Linked DNA regions of Rattus norvegicus: all the other regions are linked to region 1. The links are chromatin contacts, called in public Hi-C maps. All regions are on one chromosome and are shown on one strand. The core of a region is the stretch at or near the end of the contact, and the rest is flanking DNA. Distances in the headings are between cores, read along the strand shown. Region 1 overlaps Adgrv1 (adhesion G protein-coupled receptor V1). Region 2 overlaps Adgrv1 (adhesion G protein-coupled receptor V1). Region 3 overlaps LOC120100653 (a long non-coding RNA gene). Region 4 has its middle 58 kb from the start of Arrdc3. Region 5 overlaps Arrdc3 (arrestin domain containing 3).

Region 1 (6,060 bases), core at 2,593-5,092:
ACCTCATAGGTAGCAATGAATATCCTAGTAAGAGCACCAATGGAAGGGGAAGCCCTTGGCCCTGCCAAGACTGAACCCCCAGTAAACCTGATTGTTCGGGGGAGGGCGATAATGGGGGGAGGATGGGGAGGGGAACACTCATAGAGAAGAGGAGGGGGAGGGGTTAGGGGGATGTTGGCCTGGAGACAGGGAAGGGGAATAACAATTGAAATGTAAATAAGAAATACTCAAGTAAATAAAGATAAAAAAAACAATGACTTTATTAAATTCATAGGCTTATGGATGGAACCAGAAAATATCCAGAGTGAGGTAACCCAATCACAAAAATAAATAAATAAATAAATAAAAACAAACAAACAACAACAAAAAAACCCCACATCGTATCCACTCACTGATAAGTGGATATTAGTCCAAAAACTCGGATTACCCAATTATACAATCCACCGAACACATGAAGCTCAAGAAGAAGGATGACCAAAGTGTGGATGCTTCAGTCCTTCTTAGAAGGGGGAACAAAAATATTTATAAGAGAAAATATAGAGATAAAGTTTGGAGCAGAGACTGAAGAAATGGCCATCCAGAGACTGCCCCACCTGGGGATCCAGCCCATATATATATGTATATATATATATATATATATATATATATATATATATATATATAGCCACCAAACCCAGACAATATTGCTGATGCCAAGGATTGCATGCTGACAGGTGATATAGGTGATATAGATCTCTCCTGAGTGGCTCTGCCAGAGCATGACAAATACAGAGGTGAATGCTAGCAGCAAACCACTGACCCAAGAAGATCCCCATTGGAGGAGTTAGAGAAAAGACTGAAGGAGCTAAAGGGACTTGCAACCCCATAAGAACAACAATACCAACCTACCAGAGCTCCTAGGGGCTAAACCACCATCAAAAGAACACACATTCACAGACCCATGGCTCCAGCTGCATACGCAACAGAGGACGGCCTTTTTGGGCATCAATGGGAGGTGAGGCCCTTGGTCCTGCCAAGGCTTGATGCCCCAGTGTAGGGCAATGTCAATGCAGCGGGGAGGTGGAAGGTGTGGATGGTTGGGTAGGGAGAACATCCTCCTAGAAGCAGGGGGAGGAGGGATGGGATAGGGGTTTATGCATGGTTAACCGGGAAAGGAGATAATATTTGAAATATAAATAAAAATATCCAATAAAAATAATTTTAAAAAAGATAAAGAGATAATAGTAGTGGCTGGAAGTGTGGCTCAATTGTTAAAGCCCTTGCCATGCCAACAACATTAGAGTCTCTATTCCAAGAACACATGCAAATGCTATCTGGTTGTGATGGTCACCTATAACTCTAACCTTTATAAGTGGAGACAGAGATCTCCAGAGGAAGCGAGCTGGTTAGCAAGACTTGCCCTGTCAGAACTCTGGGTTTGATTGAGACCCACCTCATTGAATATTGTGAAATGGGGATAGAGGAAGACTCCTGGTATCCACCTCAGTCCTCCATGTGTGCATGCGTGTACACACACACACACACACACACACACACACACACACACACATGAAAACACAGACGTGTAAATATGCTTGCTATAAATGTCACACATGATAAAAAAGTTGACCTGAGAGACTTTCCCCAAAATGAGTGGATGATAAATGGCTAAAGGTGTTTTTTTTAAAAAAATACTTCTTTTCTATTCTTTAATAAAATTAAAAGTTATGAATTTTTTAAAGATGATTTTCACGTGCAGGAAGAGGTTGGTAACACGCAGAGACTTAGTGACAGTGAGAGGAGCAGCAGCTGCCACCATGGGGAGAGCATGGATGGGGAGGTTGCTCCAAGCTGTCCCAGGCCCTTCACAAACAGGAGGAGGCAGCCCTCTGTTCAGCATCTGAACTTGAACAAACTTCTCACGCTGGAAGTTAGGAGGCGTTTGATTTATTTCTATCTGCACAACCTGTAAGTCACAATATTCTCCTGAATGACAAGCCTTGCTTAAGTGGCTAGTTCAAAGAAAGATCTAGTTTTGACTCTAGTATTTAAACTCAAAACTTTTTTCTTGCTTTATTAGCAAAAGTAAAGTCAACAAGATCCAGTCAGATTAATGAGTAGCCAAAAGTTCTAGCTAAGGGAAAACTATCTCTATTTATAACATCATCCTACTCTGCTTCGATTGACCTCAAATAGACAGATAACAGCCAGCCAGATGCTGATGAAGATAATAGATGACAGATAGATAGATAGATAGATAGATAATAGATAGATAGATAGATAGATAGATAGATAGATAGATAGATAGATAGATAGATAGTAGATAGATGGTAGACAGAAGTATATACATACATATAAACACACATAAGTACATGCATAGATATGTATGTATATAGTTAGACAGATGGATGATTGGTAATAGGCAGACAGACAGACAGAGTTCTTAGTTCATAGCATCTGGGGCCCTGGACATGTCTTTCTTGTGTTAACAGTTTCAATGCAACAGGTCAAGTTACTTGGGATGATCAGATCTTCTCCTACAAAGAGGAGACAGTGTTCTGGAATCCTAAGTGGCTTTGGCTTCAGTCTTGCAGTCAGAGATCCTTAGAGAGTTTCCAAGAGGATAGATACTCAAAGGTAAAATGACATAGGGCTCAGATTAAAGGAAAGTCTTTTAGTAGTTGTGTGCAATCTGGATCATTCCTGAGAAACAGACATTGTACAATGACATTCCTGAATGTTGCAGAGTGATAAACAACCCAACTTTTACTGGATTCTAAATAACAGTGCTCAGCTAACATGAAATTCTCTTCTGCCTTCATGAAGAATAAACAGATGAAATTAAAATTCATGCACATGCATCGGATGACAAAAAGAAAATAAAGTAAAAAGCAAACAAACAAAAACACGTGTTTCAACTTCTAACCTAGTCACATAGCCCTCTGTGAGTCGCTATCAAGGCTCTGTGGTTCTTGTACACCATTGGGCACATAAAAGTTCTCTGCACAGGGTTTTTTTTTTAAATTCAGTTTCAGAAGATAAAGTGAAGCCAAACAAATAGACAAAAAGAAACAAAGAAGTCAGATGTTTTCCTGTTGGCAAGATGTATTAATCTGAGTAAACACCGTGCTATCTCTCTGTTCTTTTTTTAGATTTGGGGAGTTGCTTTTCCCGACAGAACCTCTGGAATTGAGAGCTGTGCCTGGCAAAGATGCCCTTTGTCCCTCCTGCCACCAGCCTGCTCAGGGCACACAGGGCAATGTGATTCTGAGATAAAGCTTCCAAAGATAGAACTGCATGTTTTTCCCAGGAAAATCTGGCAAGAGCATGAAAGGCTGTTGGCTGTTTCCCACCACCCTGGAAGTCAATGCTCTCACACCTTGCTGCTTAAGCGTTTCCTAGTAGATAAATGAGAAAAACAAAACTCGACACTGAAGGGAAGCACTCCCTGCTTGATAAACTGCTAAAATGTAAATCTTATATGAAAAAGTCTGTGATATTCCAATAAGCATAATTTTCTATATTAACAGTAGGCACATTACTATTAGCATAAATAAACAGTAGAAAAATAACTCTGTAGCCCCTGCATTTTAAAGTTACTGATGGGTGGTAGCAAGATATTTCTACCAAGGACAGGTAGAAACAAGCTTTCTGGTATTAACTTACAAATGCCTTCACTGCAGTTTTGAATACAAGTGACACAAGACAAAGCCAGAAACCCACAAATGTGTATTTGCCATGCTGCACACACTCTGTAGCTCGGTCAAAGAAAGCTTTGAAAGGAGCCTTTAATTTTTAACCTAACCCCTACTCTGCAAGACTGACTGGTTTTGGTGGAGGAAAAAAATCCTATACTGCCACCTGCTGGCATATTATGGTCAATGCCACTCACAGAATTAGAATGACACTCAGATTAAAGCATTATGAGCGCTTTCTAATTAAATTTTTTTCAAAAACTGAGTATTGATCATATTTTCCCCTCCTCTCTCTCCACATCCCTACCCATGTAACTTCAATACAAGAACAATCTATTGATTCTTTTGTATCCTCCTCGAATTTGGAATAAAGTAAATAAAATATTTAGTGAATTAGTGATACACTGTTCTATATGTTTCTAAAAATAGAGAACAACCGTACTTAAGCACATTTTCCTGACAACATGACTTACACATTCATTGTACCATACTCCTCCAAAATGAAGTCAAGAGGAATGAGATGTGGCTCAGGTGGTAATGTTTGCCTAGCAGGCACAAGGCCCTGGGTTCAATCTCCAGTAACACTTAAACCAGCATTATGACGCAGGCCTTTAATCTTAGCATACTGTACATGGAGGCAGAAAGTGTAGAAGTTCGAGGTCATCCTCAGCTACATAGCAAGTTCAAGGCACCCTGTGCTACATGAGAGCCCTCTCCCTTACATGCACTGGCACATGCACCTGTGTGCACACACTTGCACACAAACACACACACACACACAAGCAAACACATACACTAACACACACTAACACACACACACAAGCAAACACACACTAACACACACACAAGCAAACACATACACTAACACACACTAACACACACACACAAGCAAACACACACTAACACACACACACACACACACACACACACACACACACACACGCACGCACGCACACACGACAATCAACTAAGTCTTGAAGAGGAAAGATCTTAGCATGCCTGTTTTCCCAGTATTGACAAATCACACTCCTATACGTAACTGGAGACATTTTAGTCCTTTAACAAGAATGCAACCCAAGACCATTATTTTTCATTTCTCCAGGCAATTTAAGTTCTAATGATGTCTACTTAGCAAAGCTGGAGAATCCAAAATGGAGATCCAGGGCTGGGAGTGTAATGGCCCCAATAGTACAATTCTACAACTCATCCCATAAGCTCCTTCAAATTCGGTCATGTCAAAGCCAGCGTCTCTGTAAACACTTCCTTTTCTCATTTTGGAGAATCTGACAAGTTTGGAAAGTCCTCAGTTTGGAACTGGATATGCAGCTTAGTACTCAAGAGCACTTGCTGCCCTTGCAGAGCGCCCAAGTTTGGTTCTCAGAGCCCATGCTGGGTGACTCACCACTATTAATTCAGTTCTGTGGAATGCAATGCCAGCTTCTCACTGTTACATAATAGCGTTCATGTGCGTATCCCCCCACTCCACATACAGACATATTAATAGAATAAAATAAATCGTTTTTAATTGAAAATAAATTATTTTCTTATACAATCCATCCTGACCACAGTTTTCCTCCCTTCACTCCTCCCAGCCTTCCCCACCTCCCTGCTTCCCAGCTACATCCCCACTCCATTTCTCTTCAGAAAAGAAGAGGTCTACAAACAACCGAACTGCAGACAAAACCCAGGCAGGACAAAAGAAGAAACAGTAAGGCAAGGAGAACCCTCATAGCAAGGCTGGACAAGATAACCCAACAGGAGGGAAACAGTCCCAAGAGCAGGCAAAAGAGTCCAAGACACACCCGCTAACACCCTTAGGTAGCCACCAAGCTAACAGTCATAACATACACAGAGGATCTGGTGCAGACCTAGGCAGGCCCTATGTCTTGCTGCCTTAGTCTCTGTGAGCTAAAAATAAAATACAGCTTTAAAAATCTCTTGTCTAGCCAAATGAGAAGAACATTCACTTTAAGTTAGATAGTATTTTTAAATATCCAGGCAGCTGGTAAATATGTTGCGTATTTCCTATGGAAACTATACCAACTGTACACTGTATGGCTTCTGACATGAAAAATTAAACCATTATATTGGGTAAAAATAAGCTATTGAAACATATTTTTAGTTCTTTTTGCCACAAATCATCCCTTACACAATTTTATGCCACGTTGTTTTGTCTATTCTAAAAATACACTGGAAATGTACGCACTTGACTAATTGTTTTCTTCAAAACCCACGTTAAGCATAATGTGAACCAGAAGCCAATATTCTAACATAAAGATTCTGGTTTTCTTTCTCATCCCCAAACATGAGCAAATTTGTGTGCTAGCATGCTGAAGAGTTGTCTATAATAATATGGCGCCTTAATTAAATCTTATATAAATGCTGC
Region 2 (5,770 bases), core at 1,342-3,841, 270 kb before region 1:
ACACATACACAGTAAAAAAATAGATCTTCAAACTCAATATGTATCACTTCCTTTTGAGGAGTGAATGAAAAAAAGAAAAAAAGAAAGGAAAGAAAGGGAAAAAAGAGGACATGACCTGTTCAGTGTCAGCACCAGAAGAAAGAAATAAAAGGGAAGGAACATGGCTGCTCCCAGGTATGGTGAGGAGAAAGTCTATTAGAGACATGTGGGAGAGCAGAGACGAGGACAGGGACATCTGTGAGAGTCCAGGGCTAATATGAACCATGTGAGGACAGGATGTAGGGAAAGGGAAAGGGGAGAAAGGGAGCCAGCCAGAAGGAAGGAAAGAGAGTAGAAGACCGACGAGGAACAGGTTATCAAACTGGTTAGATTACAGATCCAGGAACAGCTAGGGCACAGGCAGCCCAGTCCCCCGTACTGGAGAAGTTTAGGGTAGGGGTGGGATACATCAGCCAGCAGGGCCTGTAACAGTCAGGGACTGAGAGATGACAGGACAGCCTGCTGTCTGCCTGCATCTGTTTGATGTGTTCCATAGGCACCTCAGCCATTTGTCACAGTTTGAAATCCAACACAGAGAATGTTAGTGAAGTTTCCACTTCTGTGACAAAATCACCTAAGATACTTGACTCATCTGGAAGTTTTAATTTGGCTCAAATCTTCCAATCCTGGTAGCTCCCTTTACTGCTCTTACCCCTACAGGAGGTGACACACCACAGAAGAAGCGTGTGGCATAAGAACCTCGGTTATCTCATGACAGCTAGGAAATGCAGAGGGGCAACAGGGCTGGTTGGACAGAGTCCTAATAGCACCTTTCATGTCTGCCATGCCCTTGCTTTCTCCCTACCAGACCCTACCTCTAAAAGCTTCTAACACTTGCTGGAGTACTGCCTGCTGCGAGCAAGCCTTTAACGCATGACCTTTTGAGATTCATTTAAGACATTGTCACACAGGCAGTACTGTCTACATAAACAGTAGCCGTGAACTTACAGTGATCCCTCTCTATGTCGTCAGGTCAGGGAAGGGTTGCTCCAGGACTCTGGTGAGGATACCACAATGCGAGCATGTTCAAGTCCTTCTTGATAGTATTTCCATATAACTGACACACAGACTCTCATATCTCAATATGACATTTAGATTACTTGAAATACCTAATCCAAGGTAGAGTCTGTGTAAATATTTTTATACAGATTATATAAATTTAGTATTAATGCTATATTGCCTAGGAGATAATAGAGGAGAAATATGTCTGTGCTCAGTACAGGTATGATTTGGTAAAAATATTTCCTACCTGTATTGGTTGGCTCCTAACATACAAACCTGCAGAAGGATGGAGCTCTCTCTGCCCTCAGAGATGGAGAAAAACTTAAAAGTCAGGGCCAGCACAACACAGAGTGGGGTAAATGGTCTGATCGCCAAGAATGCACTGAAAATCCTTCAGCTCAGAGAGAAGGCAGATGTAAGCCACAAAAGATTAGACAGACTTGAGTACTTTCGTCAGAGAGGCCTATGTTGCTTAAAGGTCAGTGACACTCCTAACCCCTGTAAGTGAAATCCTGCAGTGCTTAGCTTCATGCCTAGCACACAGTAAGCACATGTTAGAAGCAGCTTTATTATTTAGGAAGAGAAGGAACAGCAGAAGGGAGGAAAGAGTGAGAAGAAGAGAGGGAGGAGGAAGGGGGAAGAGAGAGAGAAGAGTCTGATGAACTTAAATAATTCTCAAGATTTATTCTGATTAAATGTACTTCCTGTTTGTAAGCTGCTAATACAACTGTATTAGCTGAAAACCAGATCAACAAACCGTGAACACACATGCATTGCGAGGTACACTGGGAGGATGACCAAATACTATCACTATGCTCGAATGGGATTCAGGGCGGGTGACGTCATGCCCACCCCCCTTCCACCACACTATGAAGCCTTTTATGATGTTTCTAAGTCTTATCTTTGGCCGGGCTCCAGCGTTAACCTGTTACTTCCTTCTAGTCTTCTGGGCAGTCACTAATTTACGGTAATCTCTTCTGTTCCACCCCATAGCACGGTGTCCTGGTTTTCCCCTCATTGGCATCTTGTCTTCAACTGCCTGAGTGTTCCCTGAAGACCCACTCTCCCAGTTCCTCCCTTCAGAGAGGAAAGCCCATAAATCTTAATTGTAGGGCTAGCAGTGGTCCTCAGTAAATCCTTGTTAAATTCAATCTCTTATTTGAAGCTTGCAGTGCCCCACTCCTCTCCCACAAATTCACTGATTTGCAGAAATCTGGTCTGGAAATGACTAACAAGTTCTAGCACCTCATCCCCGGCCTGACATTTTCAAATATTTACATGCTTCATCATTTTCCAGTGTGTACTACCAAAACAATGTTTATATTAAAAACACATTTAATTATCCAGCACTTTTTAAGAGCTATGCTGATAGCCAGAGGTCCTGTCCCACTTAAAGGAGCTGAGATAACTAAAGGCTCCATGCTTGATTCAAATGACAAACGGAGAATGGGGTTAGGGAGCGACGTGAGGTCAGAACAAGGCAGTGCGATGGCCTTGTGGGAAAGAGAAGCTGATGCCCCAGTCAGCACACTAGGTCTCCTGCAAGTGCCTATTTTCTTAAGTGCCAAATGCAGTCAGTCATGGGCTCTGTGTTTGCTTTGCTTTGAGAAGTTGCTCTGCTTCTTGTAAGTTTATTTATTTTTTTCCTGGTGGAAGAAGTCCAGTACATGACGTAATCTGTTGCAACACTGGGCTGGAGACAGGATTGTTCTGTGACTTGGCCCTGTCCTTTCTGTACCACTGCTGTAGAAAACAGAGGAACTGAAGAACAGAAAACAAAAACAGGGCTGGGAGCAACAAGGGAAAGGCAGTGCCTGGGTGTGTCTCTTTCAGAAGCAGCACATACATAAGATACAGTCTGATTCCCTAACGTCACAAGGCAGGCATCCAAGTTCCAGATCATCCACAGGTGTCTACTTAGTAGATCATAACTTCCTGCTTTCAAAATTCCGGTAATGAGATAGTGACCGCCTGAGGCCAAAGATGAAGTAGTTACTATCAGTGTGGAAATCCCATTAGCACCCCACCCATGGGGGGTTGTTTATTACCCCTGGGCTTTATTCTGCAGGTACTGAGCGAGCTACAGAGGCTTTGCTCTTGTGCAAGAGGACTTAGTAGAGATCTGAGTTATTGTAAAGGGGGACTGGTGCAGAGTTTATAGGTAAGGCAGGTAGCTCCCAGGCTAGATAGCTAGTCAATGCAGTGCCTTGCAGATGAAGCAAAAGCAAACGGAATTGGCAACCTGAATGCAGCCGGCTTCACAGCAAGCACCAGGACTTGTCCCAAAACATTTAATTCTTATTTGTTTTCATAATAAAAATTTGGGATGCTTTTGAAATCAACAGACTGCCATACTGTTAATTCATAGTCTAAACAGCCTGTTCCCTCCTTCCTAAAGTCACAAAGACTCTTGGATAGGTTAGAAGGAAGCCAGCCTCACAGCACTGAAGAGCTCTTCATGCCCCCTGGAAGAATTGCTTATAGCATTATTTAAAATCTAATCACACTGCTTAGTATTATAATTCCAAGCAATCAACAGGATCCATTTGGGCCTTCTTCTGTAGTCACTGGGAACCATATGGCTTGTTTAAGTAAACATCTGTGATTCCTTTCAGCTAGTACCAAAGTTAACGTGCTGTGTGACGATTCCAGTAACTGTCATTCTTTACTGTTGAATACTGAGTACAGGATTTTAGGGATATTTCTACTGTTTTCAACTTCCCAGTTTGCTACTTTTGTGGACTGGGAGAGAGCAAACACCACAGTACATTTTCCCTTGAACTGAGCTGCCTCTTGTTGTTATGATTTGATTGTTCATTCCTCCTGATTGTATTTTATGGTATGTTTTCTAGGAAGGGAGCAAAAGTGCATTCGTATATTAACCCATCAGATGCCCTTGTCATTTATAATGAAAGGAGAGAATGGAAGCTTCAGATAAAACTGATCCTGCTTGCCAACGTTGGTTTGGATTTGAGGAAGTCAGCAAGTTATCTGGAGCCCAAGATGGCTACAGGAATTGCTAGCTCAAGATCTGTTTTCAGTGTGAGGTGATCTCCATTCTTTAGTAATCACTGGGCCAGTCTGATATGTAAAACTCCGAGAGGGAGCAGAGCAATGGAGGCAGAGAGACTCCTTCCTTCAGGACATATCTTCAGGTTTGTAGTAGTGACCCACAGTTTCTTTGAGGTAAAAGTGAGAAATAGGAAGCATTTGAAGAAGAAATAAAAATCATAAAGAAGTAAATACTGTTATCATAAAGGTGTTAAATAAATATGGAAATTTAGGAAGCCTGCCCTGAAACTTCTCTAAAGTATGTTCTAGAACTCTAAAATTCCAGTCTCACTACTTTTAAGTCTCTAGCCACTGGGCATGGTGGCATCTGCCTATCATGCCCTTCTCAGGAGGCTGATGCAGGAAGGTAACATGTTCAAAGCCAGGGCAAGATATGAGGCAGCATGGACAAGGTGCGATACTGTCTCGAAACAAACGAAAAATGTCTGTAAATTTCTTATAGCAGCTCAGCCTTCAGAAACATTGAACATTCACGAAACTGTGACATTAAAGAAACACACACTTTCTTTATCAAAGGATTCTAGAAATAATGTAAATTATTTTTTTCTTAGGCATCCCTTCTTGGCTGGGAGCATGACTCAGTGGATAACATGCGCACAGCTTAAGCACCGGACCTAAGCGTGGACTCCTACAGCCCACACAGAGCCAGAGGTAACAGCACGTCTGTGGAATGTCTATGTCTGTGGAATGTCTATGGAATCCTGGCTTGACTATGCCAAGATGGAGGCTGGAGACTGAGAACACAAGAGCAGTGGGGCTGGGATAGGGTTTTTTGGGTAAAAGTAATTGCCATGGAAACCTGATGATCAAAGCCTATGGTGGAAGGGGACAAATGACTCTCAGAAGTGGTCCTCTGACCTCCACATATTAACTCTGGCACACACGCCCATACACATATGCAGTGTGTACGCACATGCATACACATACACATACGCATACACACATGCACACCCGCACACGGGCTACCATTTCCTGTACTGTGATGACAAGGTTGCTCCCGTCAGTGCCATTTCACTATATACTGAACTGCACGTTCCCCTGTGCTTCTGATCCCACAGGCTCTTAGCTCTGCATGAGGTGCCGCTCTGCTGAGATGCATGAATAGACTGTTATGGCCCACTCTGAAGAACATTACACCCTAGATTACAATTCTGGCTTACGGACCTGTGTTATTTATTATAGAAAGTTCCTCCCATTGTTGTGTGCTCACTCTGCAGTCAGTATCCAGAAAGATCAAGGACGTCTATGGTAACGGTTTATATTTTAGCGGACTCTTTCTGATGCTGTCTGAATTTGTAGAAGGAATGCAAAAAGCCAGCATTCAAGTTTTAAATTCCACAGAAGAATTTTATAATGTTTTCTAAACTGTTCTAATAAAACACACACTGATGGGACACTAACGCTTGCTCCTAGTACCCGTCCCTGTACCAGGGTTTGTTCAGTGTTATTTTCCTAGTTACAGATACGTTTGAAAAAAAACCAAATTATGTTGTGCATTACTTGTGACTTTATCCATTCCTTTCTTCTACTTAGCCCCTATAGGGACATTCTTCACTCTCATTCAATGACCTCTACAGCCCACCTCAAAGACCACACCTTTCCTGAACCCACTTCTGGCTTCTCTTGGTTCTCTACTAACCCTTCAGGTCAGTAGTAT
Region 3 (5,329 bases), core at 1,003-3,502, 360 kb before region 1:
TCTGGCTAGATGTAAGAAAAGCTGAGAGGGAAGGAATGGCCCACATGGAGAAAATTGTGTGCACTTAGGGTCCCAAGCGAAAGTACTGATGCTGTTTTGGGAGGCGGTGGAAGTTTTTGTGGGTGGAGCTTCGTTGGAGGAAGTGGAAGACTGGAGCATACCATGGTAGGTGGGTGGAGGTGTCTTGTGGGTTTCAGCCTCGACTGTTCTGACAGGAGCTCTCAATGCTTCCAAGGAGAACTGGTACTGCTTATCTCCTTGACTTCTGCTGCCTCAGTGAAGGGCTTCCCACCATGCTTTCTCTGCAAGATTGGCTCTATTTTCTGAGCAACAAATGCATTCTTTCTTCTCTACTTTGCTTCTGACAGAGTGTCTGCCTTAGGGATGAGAAAAAGTAATCTTATTCAAATTAACTGTTCTGGAATCTTCAGAGCCCAGAGCCACTAGCATGAAACTTACAAATAGACTAGATTCCTAGGCTCCTGTTAAACTGGTTAATTAACAAACCTCCTCAATGTTTGGAATACAATTTCAAACTTTGAAATTAAATGAGCTTACTGTGGGGGAGTTAATGTGATGTGAGCTTCTAGGGGTAGAAGAGCACAGTAATGAAATCTGCCTCTTTAGTTGTACACAAATATATTTATTAGAGATATAAATAATCATGTTTTATATGTATATTTTGTGAATTAATGGTAAAGAAAAGCCATGTCTCACTAAAAACTGTTTTTAGACTGACTGTGGATACATGTTTCTCCAATATCACTTTTCAAATAATTTTTTTTTTTTTGGTTCTTTTTTTCAGAGCTGGGGACCGAACCCAGGGCCTTACGCTTCCTAGGCAAGCGCTCTACCACTGAGCTAAATCCCCAACCCCTCAAATAATTTTCTAGTAAAATTTTTGTTTGTGTTACATTTTGAAGAAGCCAAAATATTTTATCCTTTCAAATTTAAAAATTTCTGTCATTTTAGTCAATATTACAATATTACATTTAGTCAAATAACAATTCTGTTATTTTAGTCAATAAAAACTCTTATTTCATCCTCACTTTTCTGTGTTTGGACCAGACTACTTGCCATCTACCTGCTGTCTTGGAGTGGACGTTCAGCGGTTGCGTGTGGCTCTGACTTCCAAGAGGAGACAAGGGACTCAGAATTCAAGGTCCAGGTTTGAGACTCAGGTTATGGTGAATGGATCCTAGGTTTTCTAGTTGCATTACAGTAATAATAAGTAATAAACTTATCTCTCGACTAGACTAAGGAAAGATAGTATCTGCAAAAGACTTACATGAATAAACTATGTTAGATTTCTAAATAAAAATCAATAGGTAATAGCATTAAATTGACATAAACCAATTTAATTTATGTGAGTAAGCTTACAATATATTTAAAATATAATTTGACGATATATTTTGCCAGCTAAACAATACAAGTTAGCTTGCAAAGCTGAGTTAGTTCAAGAAAGTTTGTTGCGGCTTTCTCCAAGGGTATTGGGACTGTGAGGCTCAGGGGAAAACACTTCATTCGATCCACTTTCATCCTTCATAGAGAGGTACTGACTTCAAGAAGAATGTATAAAAAGATCGGCAAGAGCATCCAAACAAATTAATCAGCTTTTCATGTCAGCCTTTTGTATTGGATGTGCATGTTTCTTATGTAAATGATAATGTAACTTGGAACAATTGAGTCCCTTGCTTTATTTTCATGGAGACCAAGAGAGCAGACTCAGTCACACCTGCGGCCTTAAGAGCTCACATGAACTTTGACCTGTAAGCAATGTGTAAGTGCGTAACTCATCTCTTCATTACCTACCTCTTATCTATTTATTCTTTCACTGTCTGTAGCTCTGCTTTCTCAGAGAGCAAGGTACATCTGTACGGGGCTGTTTGCCATTTGTAAGAGAGCCTTAATACACATCTGTTGAGAAATCTTGTTTACTTTGTCAGAAAAGTTCAGGATTACCAGTCAAATAGCGATTCAGGTTGTTATCACAATACACATACAATAGCTCGTAGAGCTTCTCCGGAGGCTTATATGTAATCAATTGTAAAACTAAACTAAAATAATATTTTGCTCCTGGTTCTACAACTTTAGGGAATTTACTTTATTTTTGTGTAAATATGTGTAATACCCAAATGCTTGCTTTTCTTTTCCAGGGAAATGTTGGATTTTTACTGGAGTCCAGAGGACTGCTTTTCACCGCTACCAAGGGACCCTGAATATTGCACCACACTCATCTTTCTGAACTGGCCACTGGCTGTCTTTCAACTGCCTGTCTCGGGCACTGTGTGTACTGCTTTGGACTACTAGCCATACGCTGCCATTTGGGGCTCAAACTGAGGAAATGTTTGCATAGCATCATCGTCAAGAAGTTGTGTATATTCTGCTAGGAAGTAAAGATGCTGACCTTAAGCATTGAGAGATGGAAGCCATTCTGAGACAATGCAGGGAGACTAAGTGCTTGTGGGTTATTTTTGTTTATAAAGAGTTTGCAACCAGCCCACGTTGATCCACAGAGAAGTAGCTCCTAAAAGTCACTTAGCTATGTATTGGCTTTATCTGGGAGCTATGGCTACCATTTCGGACTCTAATATAAATAGACAATAAATATTTTTCCTGAATTCCTTTTCATTTTGCGCGCGCGCTCTCTGTCTCTCTGTCTCTCTGTCTCTCTGTCTCTCTGTCTCTCTCTCTCTCTCTCTCTCTCTCTCTCTCTCTCTCTCTCTCTCTGTGTGTGTGTGTGTGTGTGTGTGTGTGTGTGTGTGTGTGTGTTAGGATATGCAGACTTGAGTTCTGTTTCTCATTGAGGCTGGAGATGGGTCTCCCTGGAGCCAGAGTTACAGGAGCTTGTGACCTGTCCAGTGTGGGTACTGGGAATGGAACCCAAGTTCTCTGAAAGGGTGGGTAGCACTCTTAACTGATGGTGTTAAGGCTTTGTCTTTTACTGTTTAATGTAATGCTAAGTGCTGGCCTCCAAGATTTGGAGTCTGCAGTAGCCTGAGGGACCCTGCCACCAGTTGATTCTGACTGGTAGATAAAGATACCAGCAGTCAATAGTTGGGGAGAGAGACATAGGCCGGGTTTAGGTTTCCTAGGCTAGAGACCATGAGGCAGGAGCAGGGAAAAGAAAGGATCTGCCACTGAAGAGTTAAAAAATATGTAGGGCCAGAGAGATGGCTCAGTGGTTAAGAGCACCAAAGGTCCTGAGTTCAAATCCCAGCAACCACACGGTGGCTCACAACCATCTGTAGTGACACTGATGCCCTCTTCTGGTGTGTCTGAAAACAACTATATTTTATATAATAAATAAATAAAATATTTAAAAAAATATGTGGAAGAGAACAAAAAGAGCTGCCATGTGTTAGGGCCCAAGAAAAGGTGGCCCAGAGGGCTACCTGGTTGGGGCTAAAAGCAGCCCAGAAGAAGCATCATAAGTAATAACTTGGGATATATATATATATGAATGAAGGTAGATTCTAACAGCAGGGAAGGTAAGTAATTGCTCAGCTATTGTGAAGCTTAAGGCATATTAAGATACAAAGGTTGAGTGTATCTTTCATCCAGGAAACATAAATGGTCAAAGGTGGGAAGGAACCACATGCTGGGATTTTATTATTGTTTTTACTACAGATGAACTATCTCCTCTGTCCCTTTTCTTTCTGAGTGACGTTTTTCATTTAGCATGTCTTTGTTTCACTGGTGTTGCATACACTAGCCTATTTCCTCAACTTTAAAGCTGGCAATACGCCATTCTGTGTACACACAAGTCCTTTATGCAGATAGTGGATCACTTATACTCTGGCTACTATGACTGTTGCACAAAGTTTGCATCTTCCCACATTCACAGGTTCATATATTTCTTCTACATTTTTATCTCTAACATTAGGAACTTTTTAAGTAGAAAAAAACCCCAGCATTTTAAATAATTTGCATTATCTTTATCTGTAGACTTTTCTTAACTCTCCTGTTCAAGCTTGTGTTCTTATGTGGGACATATTTTTTTTGCTTTCAGTCTGAAGCCAAGAAATTAACTTTGATAATTCCATCCCTTCGTTTTGTCCCATTTAGTCTCCTCTTCTCCTTACAAAAGTGTTCAGGACTGGTGGTAGCTCTTTTCTGGAGAGGTGATAGAATTCTCTAGTAAAGTTATGTGGGCATAGGCCTATGTTTTTAGGAAAGTTTTATTATAAATCTGAGTAGAAGCAAAGTTTCTGTTTCTCCTTGAGCCAATTTTTGTAAATAATGTTTAAAAAAGAAATCTCACTTGCAAAGATATCTTTTAGTTTACTAGCACAAAGTCATGAGAGCATCTTCCCATGATCTTCTCAATGCCTATGGGTCGGTCGTGATACCCCTCCGGTCTTATGACCTTGTCAACATGTCTGTTGTGATATCCTCTCTTGTTATTGACATTAGTTACTCATTTTCTTTCTTATTTCTCCTTGTTTTGATCAGTTTTCTGAGAACGAATCAGGTTTATTAATTACTTTGTAATGCTTACCTTGGTTTATGGTTAACTAACTTTTTCTTTCCTTCTCTTCCTTTCTTTTCCCCCCACCTTCTTTCATGTCAGGAATTGAACCCAGGGCCTGCTCAGGAAGAGCTCTAATACTGAGCTATAGCCCTCAACGGTGATTTTTTTTTATCTTTACTATTTCCATAGTTCTTCTTTGAGCTTAATCTCTGAGTCTTAAATGGCAGCTTTCCCATCACCCCCTCAATGTATTGCAAAGTCCTACTAAATTATAATACCAGTGATGCTTTAGAGTTGATGGGACAGCAATGTTTTACAACTACTTGTTTTATTGATGTAGTCTTGAAAATATTACAGCTGTGTTGCTTTAAAACCAGGACAGTTTCTGTAAAATTCAATATAATCTTAGAAAATAGTATTTTTAAATTAAACATAAGGTAAGCCTTGGTGATTAACAGACAAAGAAGGATGTGATGCAAACCACAAAACCTATAAGGAAAATGTGTGTCTCTCACTATTTAGACCAGTGCAATGAAAAAATGATAAATAAGAGCCCCTCAAGTTCAGGAACTCCCATTATTAATCATTTTAATGCTTACATGTTGCAGATAGTGGCAGCAGAAAAGTAAATATATGTTGTTGTAAAGATATTTACTTTTTAAATAGCTTTATTGAGATATAGTCCACATACCATACAATTCATTCATTGAAATTATACCAGGCTGTTAGTTTATTCACAGATATTTGTAACATCGCCATAGTCAACTTCAAGACATTTCATGCCATCGCAAAGAGAAACAGTGTAGAATTTATCTGTCACTCCCCTATCCCTGCTACTTCTATTCAATGTTATTT
Region 4 (5,970 bases), core at 2,435-4,934, 450 kb before region 1:
CCTGATGTTGATCTGTAGCTAGCTTCCACCCCACCATGGAGGGGAGCATAACCCACGTATGTGCACATGTGCATATTCCCTTCAACACATGTGTGTGCACATACACACAGAAAACTAAGACAGAAACAGACCAATTAAGAGATTTTCAGCGCTGTGCACGCAACAGTCCCACGGAAACTCTCTGGGGAAGGCACATATGTGTGAGCAAAGGTCCTCCCTTGGCCAAGACCCCACTGACGAAGGATTGTATTGGTGGTGACATGCATGGACTGTGGGGGACAGTGTGGGCCACTTCCTTAATCTCAGTTGCATTTTGCAAAAATAGAATATGAAACTCAGACCAGCCTGCAGGCATGTTAAAGCACATTTACTATTCAAAGCTATGATTAAAGCTTGATTTAGTCTATTTCACACATTGCTCTGAGCAACTAGTCCAATCCTCAAATCCACTTCTTCCTGTAGAAAAGTTTCTGCTCTTTAATGTGAGCTCGCTTAGGGTCCTTCTTGAACTAGGGCCCTACAAAGTGTCTACAGAACATTCTCTGTAGTGATCAAGATGAAAGTGTTGTGTTACAAAAACTTCAGCATTAGTTACTTCTGCAATTTCCAGGAAATAGCTACTAGATAGGGTGGTTCTTAAAGCTTTGTCTTGCTACTGTCTGCCTGCCAGGGACAAAGAGTTCACAAATAAATGACAGCAAGTCATTATGACAAGGGAAACAAGTTACCAAGGATATCTCTATGAAGGTGGGCCTATAACACTCTCTAGGACTCGCCCACCATGATCTAGAGTGGAGAAATTTAAGCCTGGCTTTCGGCACAGGAACTGTGTCGATAAGCCATTTCAAGATGAATCCCAGCATGTGGTCATACCTGTCAAGCAAATTCTGTAAGTCACTAGATTCCTGAGATTTGTCACCTCCCCTCCAACCCCCTCAGTGACAGACTGGCAAGACTGGAGTGTGTGTCGAATCAGAGACTGCTACAGACATGCAAGGCTATAGACACTCAGACCCCCAGCAACCCTGGGCAATGTGATTCATCACTTACAGAGGGAAGGCAACTCAGAACGTCCCATCTTCCAACTGCTGAGTCACTCTGCTCTGAGCTATTTAAACAGAGGCTTCCAGGAGACACACACTCAGCACTCCACTTAGACAATGCCCGAGCTTCTAGCTTGGGTTGCCAGAACCAACCCTGTTCTGTTTGCATCGTCTTTTCTCCATATTGTCCCACGATGGGGGACTACTGACTCCTTAACTCAGGTGGAGCCTGTTCAGTTAACACATAGGGGATCTTAGCACCCAATGTCCCTAATTTCTCTTTCAAATTTTCTCATGGCAACAATGTCTTTTTCTGACTTTATTTTTCTTAAAATAAAATATCTTCAACACTTGCAAACATTGTTTGAGCATCCATTGAGGAATATGCATGGAGGTACAGACAAGAGGTGGGAGAGAGAGAGAGAGAGAGAGAGAGAGAGAGAGAGAGAGAGAGAGAGAGAGAGAGAGAGAGAGAGAGAGGAGAGAGAGCTGGACATGCTGGCACTCGTCTGTAACTTTAGCATTTGGGAGACATTCCTTGTGCTTAGCAGCTCACCGTCTAGTGAAGACTATAATCAGCTAACCACAGTACATGATGTGCTGGTTCTGAGACAGCTGAGCACAGGACGGAAGATGTCAATGATGCTCTGGACCTGCGTCCCGGAGGAAGGAAGGGGGAGGATCCCTACTGTTCACATTGCAGTCTGTGAATGAATGAATGAGTGAATGAATGAATGAATGTCCCCCCACCCCCGTAGGCATCAAGGGAATATAGGAGATGGGAGTTTCTGAAGGGCTTTACACATCTTATGGGGATGTGTGTGTTTCTCCCTGCGGGCCAGCCTTTGCCTGGTTTGACCTGGCTGTGCCAGACCTATCTGCTAAGACTGCTGCTGCTGCTGGCCCTGTACCCTGCTGAGCCTTTAGGCGCTCCCTTCCAGGTGTCAGATGAGGACTCCTTTCACATTTGCTTGCCATCCACAGGCAGTGCTGTCCAGCCCTGAGAGCTGGCTTTGGCTTACTTCCTTGCCAGTCTGTTCAGGAGTCCAGCGTGCCACTTGATGTCACATGTGTTGCAGGTGTTGTGGATTAAATTGCTACAGAAGCTGGATGTAAATGATGTCATTGGGCAAGACGGGACTTGGCAGGCCCATGTTGCGTGTCCAAATGCCGTTCCTATCTCGCAGTGAAAAGATGTTGTAAATAAAGAGAACAAGCACAAACTGATCTCAAAGACTGAGCATAAGTGAGGAGCTGTCCTGGGCACTATGCAAAAGTTTTCAGTTTTCAGATTAATGCTGTCCTTGTGTTAGAAACCCGTTCTTCACACCGAGGAAATGAAGGCTCAGAGAGGTTCAGAGACTTATGTAAGGTCCTAAACTACACACACACACACACACACACACACACACACACACACACACACACACCACATTTACACATGTATACTGACTGATTCACACACACACATTCATACTCACATATACATACACACACACTCATAATACGCTCACACATGTACAGACTTACACACACACACACACACACACACACACACACACACACACACACTCTACTGAGGACAGCAGCCAAGGTCCTGAATATACTCAGCATAGAACTATATAAACAGTCACAGATTACTGTTTATCTTGAATCTGAACACAAATCAATGTGTTCTTTAAACTTTGGACTGGTTTACAGCAGGAACCATGAGATATTAACATTGTAATAAGATTTCTGATTCCAGCCAGATTATCAGTTTTCTAGGAGTCAAACAAACATAGGGCATTTAGCCTGGGCCTATGAATTTGTGTTCAGAAACATGCTATCAATCTAAATACATTGGCTTGGAAGGAAGCAAAAAAGAAAGACTAATATAAAGGTCATCAGATAAAAACGTGGTGAAATATATGTGCATTCCCAGAACTACTGATGTCAAACAATACGACACACACCAGGGGAAAGATGTGGAAAAGGATGCCTGCTTTTGCGACTTGTTGATAACTGCCGAGAGTTTTTTCTCCTTGGGCCTAAAAACAATTTATAGCATTGGCAACAGCATTCAGTACATTCAGAACAGGATAGCTTCACCCGGAGCTGACCGAAGGCCTTGCTTGGGACAGCATCGAGGACGGCCGTCCAGCAGACAGGGGACTATGCCAGGTTCAGCAAGTGAAAAGCCAAGCAGGGCCATTTTAAGTAACACAGCTTATGTAAGTGAGAGCTAACTGTCTCACTGGAAGTGGGTCAATAGGAACTGGGAGAACGGGGGCCCTTACTTATGACCCCAGTGAAACTACAGGTGGGTTTCTTTTTCGTCACTTAGAATGTGACTTTGTAATGAAACAATGTCAGGGTTCAGGTCAGGCCTCTGTATTTCCCACCCTCTTCTTGTTTCCACATGGTTTTCTTTCTCCCTTTTTTCATTTTAATATGCTAAACTACTATGATGGAGACACACATCATTTGACAGAGTTTGATAACTTTACTGCTGGGAACAGGGAAAAGAGTTTGGGATAAAGAAAGGTCCTCTTTGCCTCTCATAGCTATGATTCAGTTCTGAGTCAAGAGGAAGTGTGCCACCTACTGAATCACTGAAACCACTTCCTGTGGCTGTTTGGTTTATTCTGGAGGCACCAGGCCAGGCCAGGGACTGCCCTGCCCTGACCCTTGCCTGGCTCTCCAGAGCCAAGGCGTTCACAGCTCGAGGTGGTTTGGCCTGAGACTCTTGAGAACGTTACGTATTAAATTACAAGTGTTTCGTTTCCTAGCAAGGAGTCTTTAGCAACATAAAAATGAGCATGTGCTATTTGCAAACCATCTGAACCATTACTCAACCTGAATGTTCCTAACTTTTTGCAAGGTATATATTCTGGATGACCGCTATCCAGTGATCTGAATGTTCTCAGTTTGTCCTGTGGTCAGTGTCGGCAGTCTGTAGGGTGGCACTGGCTGCATGAGTCTTCTTGGGAACCCCTTAATCAGTGAAGCAATGCTGGACTTGTTCTCATGTGTCTGTGTTTGACAAGTGCTCAACCCATGTATGCAGACGGGCTGGGGGAAGGGATACAGTGGTGTGCAGGAAGCATACAGTGCTACCTTCGTAGAAGAACTTGCTCTGCCCACTAGAAATGGGGCCCTGCCTGACTACCAGAGCTTACACTGGAGTCAACTTTGCATGAAGGAGCCCCCAAGTACCTTCTTTAATGAAGAGACATATAGAAGAGGGAAAGGAGGGATGGGGTAACCTCAACGTCAGTGTTTTCTTTATTTGCAGGTAAAAATAGAAGCAGTAACATGTTGAGTTCTATAATGTCATCTCCAAACAGATTAAAGGGGCTTTTGTTCGTTTGTTTGCTTTATCCTAAGTGGCCCTAAGATTTCACAGGGCCTCAGCATACACATGCTCTCTCAATGAGTAAAGCTGCAGAAGGGTGGATCTGTGTAGAGGTCAATACTAGAGAGCCTGAGGGTCACTTCTGAGGCTTAAAAAGGCTTCTTTCCTCAGAATGCATAAGAATCCCTAATGGCAGAGAACACATTGTGCCTCTGCCCCCCACACCCCTTGCTCTGCTGATGTGTGAAGGAATGACTGCAAACACCGGTAGTAGGCAGTGAACAATCTGCCCGTGTCAGCCAGTTGTCTCGAGGAGTCAGTTATACAACATGGAGAGTGGTGCTTGCACCTGTCCTGTAAGGGGGTGCTTTCTGTGTGCCCCCTTTTATTATCAGTGCCCTTTCTATGTCTTCTCCTGTGATTTTTGATTATACCTGATAAGGCCATATTGTTTCTCATGGTATGATTGATAACCTGTGGTTAATGATGAAATTCTGTGACTGCACTCTTTCAGCCTGTGTAAACTCGTGCATTTCTTTGGAAAAATCATAAAACATATTAAAATGATTACGGGCTAAAATGTCCTGTCAAAAACATATTCTCTAAGTTACATGCAAAGTGTTTACCAATTAAACACATGTAATATCTTTCCAAATTATAATATTCAACATCTCAGAAGGTATATGTAATCTATACCAGATCACTCTTTTCTTTGCTCCAAGGCTACTCTTTACACATTTGACTTAAAGAGGAGATGGGATTTGCCCTTCCATCTCTCAGGCCAGGTTAATACCTGATACACTTTCTGCTTCTCCTTATCTATCGTGTCATTTGACTCAGATGACAAAACACATGGACGACAATCTGCTTTCAAAGTCCAGACAATCTAAACAATGTTTATTAAGTATTCTCCTGACAACAAGAAGATAAATTGGTTTGTAATAATCTCAGAATCCTGAGAACAGTACTTAATCCTTCATCTGTGTGCACAATTTTGTTAGTTTCTATTATTAATTAATTACTCTATAATCTAGTATGTAAAACCTGATCTATAATAAATGCTTAATAACTTATTAATAAATTTCAGCATTTACTCTCCAAATAACAAAAATTATATTATTCTGTTTTCTAAGGTTTTCTTTTAAACATTTTATATAAAGTACTCATACACATGTCAGAAAGAATACAATTTTCTGTCATTAATTCTTTTTGACAAGGTCTCATGGAGCCCAGCCTGGCCTTAAACTCACTGTAAAGATTTATAGTTTATAGTAGAAACTCACTGTTAAGATTACATATGTGTGTCGCACATTTGGTTTACTATGGTACCCAGGATGGGACCCAGGCCTTCATCCTTGCTAGCCAAGCACTCTACCTGCTGAGCTAAATCGTCAGCCTCTAAATGCTTGATCATGTACTTTTGGTTCAATGTCACAGAAAATTATATTGAACTCTTGACCAATCTATTTTTTCCATTGGAATATTGGCCCAAATAAGAAATAACATCAAGGAAAAATTATCCTTTGGCAGGAAAAATGTCCTTTCTAAATTCTTGTGTGTTTTGTTTTGATTTTTCCTTAGTGACTGGAG
Region 5 (6,161 bases), core at 2,322-4,821, 500 kb before region 1:
AAGAAAGCTTTGAAAAACTTTGACATTAAAAAACAAAAACGCACTGACAGGTTTGTTTTTTGTTTTTGTTTTTGTTTTTTAAGTTAATGTAGCCTGGACTCTACCTGCGTATGCACATGCTCAGAATTGTCCTACTAGGCTGACCATGTATCACCTCTTCAGCTTGGATCCTATTGTGGATTTATTTACAAACATCAAATGCCTTCAAGCCAATCCTTTTGCTGTATGTTTTGCAGCCTACTGTAGTAGATAAGCAACAGATACGAGGAGAAAAGAGACGGGAGGAGGAGGCCGCCGAGAGACTTTGTAGGGCTGTTGTGTGGGTTCTATGAGAGTGTTGCCTTTCTATTGACAGCAGAGCAGCATTGTGTTACTGACTGCCTACCATCACTCAATCTCAGGTGAATGCATCACTTGCCAAACTGTCGGAATGCCGTCTGTTTCGTTGCACTGTTACGTTCTTGTTCTTGTTCTTGTCGTTCTTGTTATTTGGTTGGCTTTTTGGAGAGGGAACTTCGGAAATGGGACATACACAAAACTGATAACCCACCCACATTCCCCTTTTTATTATTAAATATAAGAAGAAACAAAGCTCAGAGTGGAGAAAGACAGTAGGGCAAGCACCAGCGGAGAGTCAAGGGCTGTTGCTCTGAGGAAGTATTTTTATTATTTTAAGAATGAGTGGGAACTGTCCAGTCACTAGGGAAGGGAGGGGAAAGTGCATTTATTTTTATACAGAGTTACTTAATTACCTCCAAAACACATATGTTGGAAATCATTTTTGCTGATGCAAAGTACTTCAATAAGCCAGAATATGTACATCAAGGTAATGATGGGAGACGCTCCATTTTTACATTGCTCACGTTTGAGAGAACGAAATCCCAAATTTGTTTCCACAGTGAACACACTTTATAAGTAGAAATACCAGAATGTTTTCTGGGATAAACAGCTTTAGTTTGTACATGTATAGAATATTGTTTTTCAACAATTTTTTTCTATCATCTAAAAGAGGAATTGATAGGTCTCTAGCTTTGAGTATATGTAGATCAACACATCAATAAATTATTTTTAAAGATAACTTATGGCTATATTGTAACCATATACTAACATTCATGAAACAACTAAAACCCCATCTTCTCAAAGTACAAAGTAGCGTGATTTTTTTTTTTAGAGTTCACTTGTGTTTCTAGCAGCACCAGCATCTCTGATGTTGCAACATATGTGTGAGATGGGTGTTACATCTGTCCACCTTGCCATCTGACCCACAGCTCGAGTGACTGAGAATTATAGTAACTCTGGCCTGGTGCTTGACCTGGTTAAATACTGTCTTAAAGCTTCATACAAAATAGGCTTTTCCATAAGTGGCCTTTAAGAAAACATGGAAGATAATTCATGTTTGAAATAATGCCGACAGGGTGAAGAAAGCCCATTGTAAAAATGGATCACGTTTTAAGTGATTCAGTTAAAGGGTTATGTGCTCCCATAGCAAACAATACTAGATAATAAGGAGTTGGGGGTGAATTATTTTTTTAATTGTTAAATCATTTTGTGAATGTCCCCCCTCAGAAGAAGCTGATGGGATATTTGGCATAAAGGGCATTTGGTGGATTTGTTTTTGTTGGGAGGGATTGTGTAAAAACACCTGACTCTGTGTTATGTCTGACTAGGGAACAATTGTTGGTGTGCATGGCCTCGGGGCGCTCACTACCATGTTCTACAAAATACTTTATTAAGCAAGAATGACCAATATTCTGATAATTGGCATTGGTGACAAAATTATTTTAAGAGTTGGTGAAGTAAAGTTTTATTTTTCCCATTAAGTATTTCTTTACTCTTTTGAGGCATTACACTATTCTAAATATTGGTCAATTCCTGACATAACATCTGAGGGTCACAGTTGCGCTCTAGTATTCAAGCTATCTTGAATTCCTAATTTTTCATTTAGGAAAAGTAAAATCCAAAATGTTTGCGAAACAAAGTGCAATATTAAATGTTTGCTTTATAGATTATATTCTATGGCTGTTGTAATCTTTTATTTGGTGCTGAATATGTCCTTGTAGGCTCTGTTTTAAGAAAACCATGTGGGAAATGATTTGACTTTTCCTATTGCTCTTCCTTGTGGAAAATAAAAGTGTTTTTTTTTTTTTCTTTTTTTTGTAAAATTGTTTGGTGGTTTATTTGAAGTTTGGTCTCATTAGTGGTGCACTACATTCAAATATTATTGACCTTACAGTAAACTCTTAGATCCTTCTGAATACTTCATTTCTAAATTTGTACTGATGAAAATTACTGAGGAATTAAAAGATGTGAATTTAAGTCTTAAATAATGAACCAAATGTAATCAGGTAATTTCACATTTAGATGCCATTCCCCACACATACACATACACACTCCTCTGATGTATCCTGTCTTAACATTACAGGAGGACCTACATTATAAGTTAGGTTGAAAACCACTGAACTTTTTTTCCAAATTTTAAAACCAGCAGTAAATATTTTTAAAAATAGATCTGACTATTAGAGTGATTGGCAACTTTCAAAATCCTTTTGGAATCAAATTTACTTTTTCTTGTTCATTGTTTACACACACATAAGATTATGCGCCTTAGAAAGGAACCCCCATGTTACAAAGACATTTATACACTTTGAATGCAATTATAATGTGTTACATAAATAGCTGAACTAAGTTTGTCACACAGGCCAGTGGAAGACACACGTCTTTCAGTAGTTAGATTAACAAATGAAAGAGTTCTGAGGAGGGAATGAGCTCAGATCAGCCAGTGAACCAGGCATTGAACAAAAGGCTCAAACTGATTTCCTCTTCAGGAAAGAAGAAAGGGTACATGTGATGCTCACTCTTGAAGGTGTGAATTTGTCTTTTTTTTTTCTTTTTTTTTTTTCGGGTGAATTTGTCTTTTAAGGAAGTAAAAACATTATGCCCTCTACCACCTATGACTGCCAGTCCTGGGCACTCCTGTAAAAATGGCATTAGAGTACATTGAGACTAAACTACACATCTTCTAGGTTAAACAGCATTGAGTCCTCTTAACTGAAGCTGCTCCATGAATTTATTGATTGGCTGACCTTGCTATATTTAGTCAGAACTTTTGATTCTCCAGAAAAGAAACTCAGACTAGTTTCAGTGAAACAATATATTGACTAATAATTCCAGGAATGATCTATATTAAACACATCTGGATTTAGGAATGCCCTGGGGCACATTCTCTTCCCTTTAATTTCTTGAAATGAGTTTTTTATACTGGAAATTTTCGTAATTTTTTCATCCTAACTTCTAAGCTAAACAAAACAGAATACTTTGATGCTCTCAAAAGACAAATAGAAGACTTGCTGTGTAGCTCAAACTGGCTTCAAACTTAGGATCTGTCTTCCATTCAAGTGTGTGCCACCATGTCCAGTTAATAAGATTCTGATTAGCTGGTACTTGGAACTTAGTTCCTATGACATAGGTGGGTTTTCCAATAGAAAAACTTACAATTGAATTCTGTCCTGCTCCATCGATAGGGCTCAAGCCAGCAACCACAGTATATACCCTGGAAGTGTCTACCTACTCGAAACTCAGGCGCAGTTTGAAGGAGAGCAGCCCCAAGGCTCATGCACTTGAACATCTAGGGAAGGATTAGGAGGTGTGGCCTTTTTGGAGGAGGTAGGTCACTGGGGTTGGCCTTTGAAGTTTGAAAAAAGCCTAAACTAAGCCCAGACTTGTGTTTATCCCCACTGTATGTGTGTGTGTGTGTGTGTGTGTGTGTGTGTGTGCGCGCGTGCGTGTGTGTGTGTGTGCACTGTACCCGTCTGCTTCCAACCATGATGATCACGGACTAACTGAAATTGTATGTAAGCAAGCCCCTAATTCAATCCTTTTTTTAATGAGAGTTCCCTTGGTCATGGTGTCTCGTCACAGCAATGGAACAGTAATAAGATACCAGATGATAATTTTGAGGTATAATTATGTAATCTCTGAAAAATGGGCAATTATATCTTTGGAGTTCAGTGGCAACTTTATGTCCAAAAGTACTTGACTGTGGTGAAATAGTTCATACTACAAAGCGGGGACATGTTCTAACTCACAGAACATTTTATTGGTAGCAAAAAATATTTGGATTGAGAAAATAGGTCAGAGGGCAAAGTGTTTGCTGTGTAAGAATGAAGACTTGCTTTTTTTTTCCCCCTCCATCTTTATTAACTTGGGTATTTATTTACATTTCAATTGGTATTCCCTTTCCTGGTTTCCAGGCAAACATCCCCCTAACCCCTCCGCCTCCCCTTCTATATGGGTGTTCCCCTCCCCATCTTCCCCCCATTACCAGCTTCCCCTTCCACTGGAGCTCTTACTAGGCTATTTATTGCTACCTATGAAGTTGGAGCCCAGGGTCAGTCCATGTATAGTCTTTAGGTAGTGGCTTAGTCCCTGGAAGCTCTGGTTGGTTAGCATTGTTGTTCATATGGGGTCTTGAGCCCCTTCAAGCTCTTTCAGTCCTTTCTCTGATTCCTTCAATGGGAGTCTCGTTCTCAGTTCAGTGGTTTGCGGCTGGCATTTGCCTATATATTTGACATGCTCTGGCTGTGTCTCTCAGGAAAGATGTACATCTGGTTCCTGTCAGCCTGCATTTCTTTGCTTCATCCATCTTGTCTAATTGGGTGTCTGTATATGTATGGGCCACATGTGGGGCAGGCTCTGAATGGGTGTTCCTTCAGTCTCTGTTTTAATCTTTGCCTCCCTATTCCCTCCCAAGGGTATTCTTGTTCCCCTTTTAAAGAAAGAGTGAAGCATTCACATTTTGATCATGCATCTTGAGTTTCATGTGTTCTGTGCATCTAGGGTAATTCAAGCATTTGGGCTAATATCCATTTATCAATGACTGCATACCATGTGTGTTTTTCTGTGATTGGGTTACCTCACTTAGGAAGATATTTTCCAGTTCCATCCATTTGCCTATGAATTTCATAAAGTCATTGTTTTTGACAGCTGAGTAATATTCCATTGTGTAGATGTACCACATTTTCTGTATTCATTCCTCTGTTGAAGGGCATCTGGGTTCTTTCCAGCTTCTGGCTACTATAAATAAGGCTGCTATGAACATAGTGGAGCATGTGTCTTTGTTATATGTTGAGGCATCTTTTGGGTATATGCCCAAGAGAGGTATAGCTGGATCCTCAGGTAGTTCAATGTCCAATTTTCTGAGGAACCTCCAGACTGATTTCCAGAATGGTTGTACCAGTCTGCAATCCCACCAACAATGGAGGAGTGTTCCTCTTTCTCCACATCCTCGCCAGCATTTGTTGTCACCTGAGTTTTTGATCTTAGCCATTCTGACTGGTGTGAGGTGAAATCTCAGGGTTGTTTTGATTTGCATTTCCCTTATGCCTAAAGATGTTGAACATTTCTTTAGCTGTTTCTCAGCCATTTGGCATTCCTCAGCTGTGAATTCTTTGTTTAGCTCTGAACCCCATTTCTAATAGGGTTATTTGTCTCCCAGCAGTCTAACTTCTTGAGTTCTTTGTATATTTTGGATATAAGCCCTCTATCAGTTGTAGGATTGGTAAAGATCTTTTCCCAATCTGTTGGTTGTCATTTTGTCCTAACAACAGTGTCCTTTGCCTTAAAGAAGCTTTGCAGTTTTATGAGATCCCATTTGTCGATTTTTGATCTTAGAACATAAGCCTTCCTCTACACAAAAGAGAAACAAGCCGAGAAAGACATTAGGGAAATGACACCCTTCATAATAGTCCCAAATAATATAAAATACCTCAGTGTGACTTTAACCAAGCAAGTGAAAGATCTTTATGATAAGAACTTCAAGCCTCTGAAGAGAGAAATTGAAGAGGATCTCAGAAGATGGAAAGATCTCCCATGCTCATGGATTGGCAGGATTAATATAGTAAAAATGGCCATTTTACCAAAAGCAATCTACAGATTCAATGCAATCCCCATCAAAATGCCGATCCAATTCTTCAGAGAGTTAGACAGAACAATTTGCAAATTCATCTGAAATAACAAAAAAACCCAGGATAGCTAAAGCTATCTCAACAATAAAAGGACTTCCAGGGGACTCACTGTCCCTGAACTCAAGCAGTATTACAGAGCAACGGTGATAAAAACTGCATGGTATTGGTACAGAGACAGACAGACAGACCAGTGGAATA

What was found. A called contact is a pair of places that touch in the nucleus more often than the background predicts.
Region 2: a contact with region 1 is called in a Hi-C map of liver, with 4 times the contacts expected there. The contact joins two enhancer-like sites. A contact is called at or near these places in 2 of 12 Hi-C or Micro-C datasets (Schwann cells and liver).
Region 3: a Hi-C map of liver shows a contact between it and region 1, with 2.5 times the contacts expected there. The contact joins two enhancer-like sites. A contact is called at or near these places in 3 of 12 Hi-C or Micro-C datasets (the A7r5 cell line, hepatocytes and liver).
Region 4: a contact with region 1 is called in a Hi-C map of liver, with 5 times the contacts expected there. The contact joins two enhancer-like sites. A contact is called at or near these places in 3 of 12 Hi-C or Micro-C datasets (hepatocytes and liver).
Region 5: a Hi-C map of liver shows a contact between it and region 1, with 5 times the contacts expected there. The contact joins two enhancer-like sites. A contact is called at or near these places in 7 of 12 Hi-C or Micro-C datasets (the A7r5 cell line, the Rat2 cell line, Schwann cells and 4 more) and 1 of 1 datasets of contacts at active chromatin or transcription factors (oligodendrocytes).

The regions. Positions count from the first base shown.
Region 1 is chr2:13,380,074-13,386,133 of GRCr8, forward strand. All of the region lies in intron 84 of Adgrv1 (adhesion G protein-coupled receptor V1), which reads right to left. Among named protein-coding and RNA genes, the nearest start is that of Rnu1-149, 260 kb to the left of the region's middle. Within about 2 kb of position 3,843, at least 9 of the 93 cell types and tissues checked have an H3K27ac peak or open chromatin away from gene starts, as enhancers often do. A contact at or near this core is called in hepatocytes and liver, where this site is marked.
Region 2 is chr2:13,110,045-13,115,814 of GRCr8, forward strand. The region is part of intron 88 of Adgrv1 (adhesion G protein-coupled receptor V1); the gene reads right to left. Among named protein-coding and RNA genes, the nearest start is that of Rnu1-149, 15 kb to the right of the region's middle. Within about 2 kb of position 2,592, at least 57 of the 93 cell types and tissues checked have an H3K27ac peak or open chromatin away from gene starts, as enhancers often do. A contact at or near this core is called in liver, where this site is marked.
Region 3 is chr2:13,021,634-13,026,962 of GRCr8, forward strand. LOC120100653 (a long non-coding RNA gene) reads left to right here. Exons shown (of 4, transcript XR_005500452.2): 3 at 1,069-1,780; 4 at 2,157-2,771. Among named protein-coding and RNA genes, the nearest start is that of Rnu1-149, 100 kb to the right of the region's middle. Within about 2 kb of position 2,253, at least 3 of the 93 cell types and tissues checked have an H3K27ac peak or open chromatin away from gene starts, as enhancers often do. A contact at or near this core is called in hepatocytes and liver, where this site is marked.
Region 4 is chr2:12,928,532-12,934,501 of GRCr8, forward strand. No RefSeq gene overlaps it. Among named protein-coding and RNA genes, the nearest start is that of Arrdc3, 58 kb to the left of the region's middle. Within about 2 kb of position 3,685, at least 27 of the 93 cell types and tissues checked have an H3K27ac peak or open chromatin away from gene starts, as enhancers often do. A contact at or near this core is called in liver, where this site is marked.
Region 5 is chr2:12,883,555-12,889,715 of GRCr8, forward strand. Arrdc3 (arrestin domain containing 3) reads left to right here. Exons shown (of 8, transcript NM_001007797.2): 8 at 1-2,162. Among named protein-coding and RNA genes, the nearest start is that of Arrdc3, 13 kb to the left of the region's middle. Within about 2 kb of position 3,572, at least 1 of the 93 cell types and tissues checked has an H3K27ac peak or open chromatin away from gene starts, as enhancers often do. A contact at or near this core is called in liver, where this site is marked.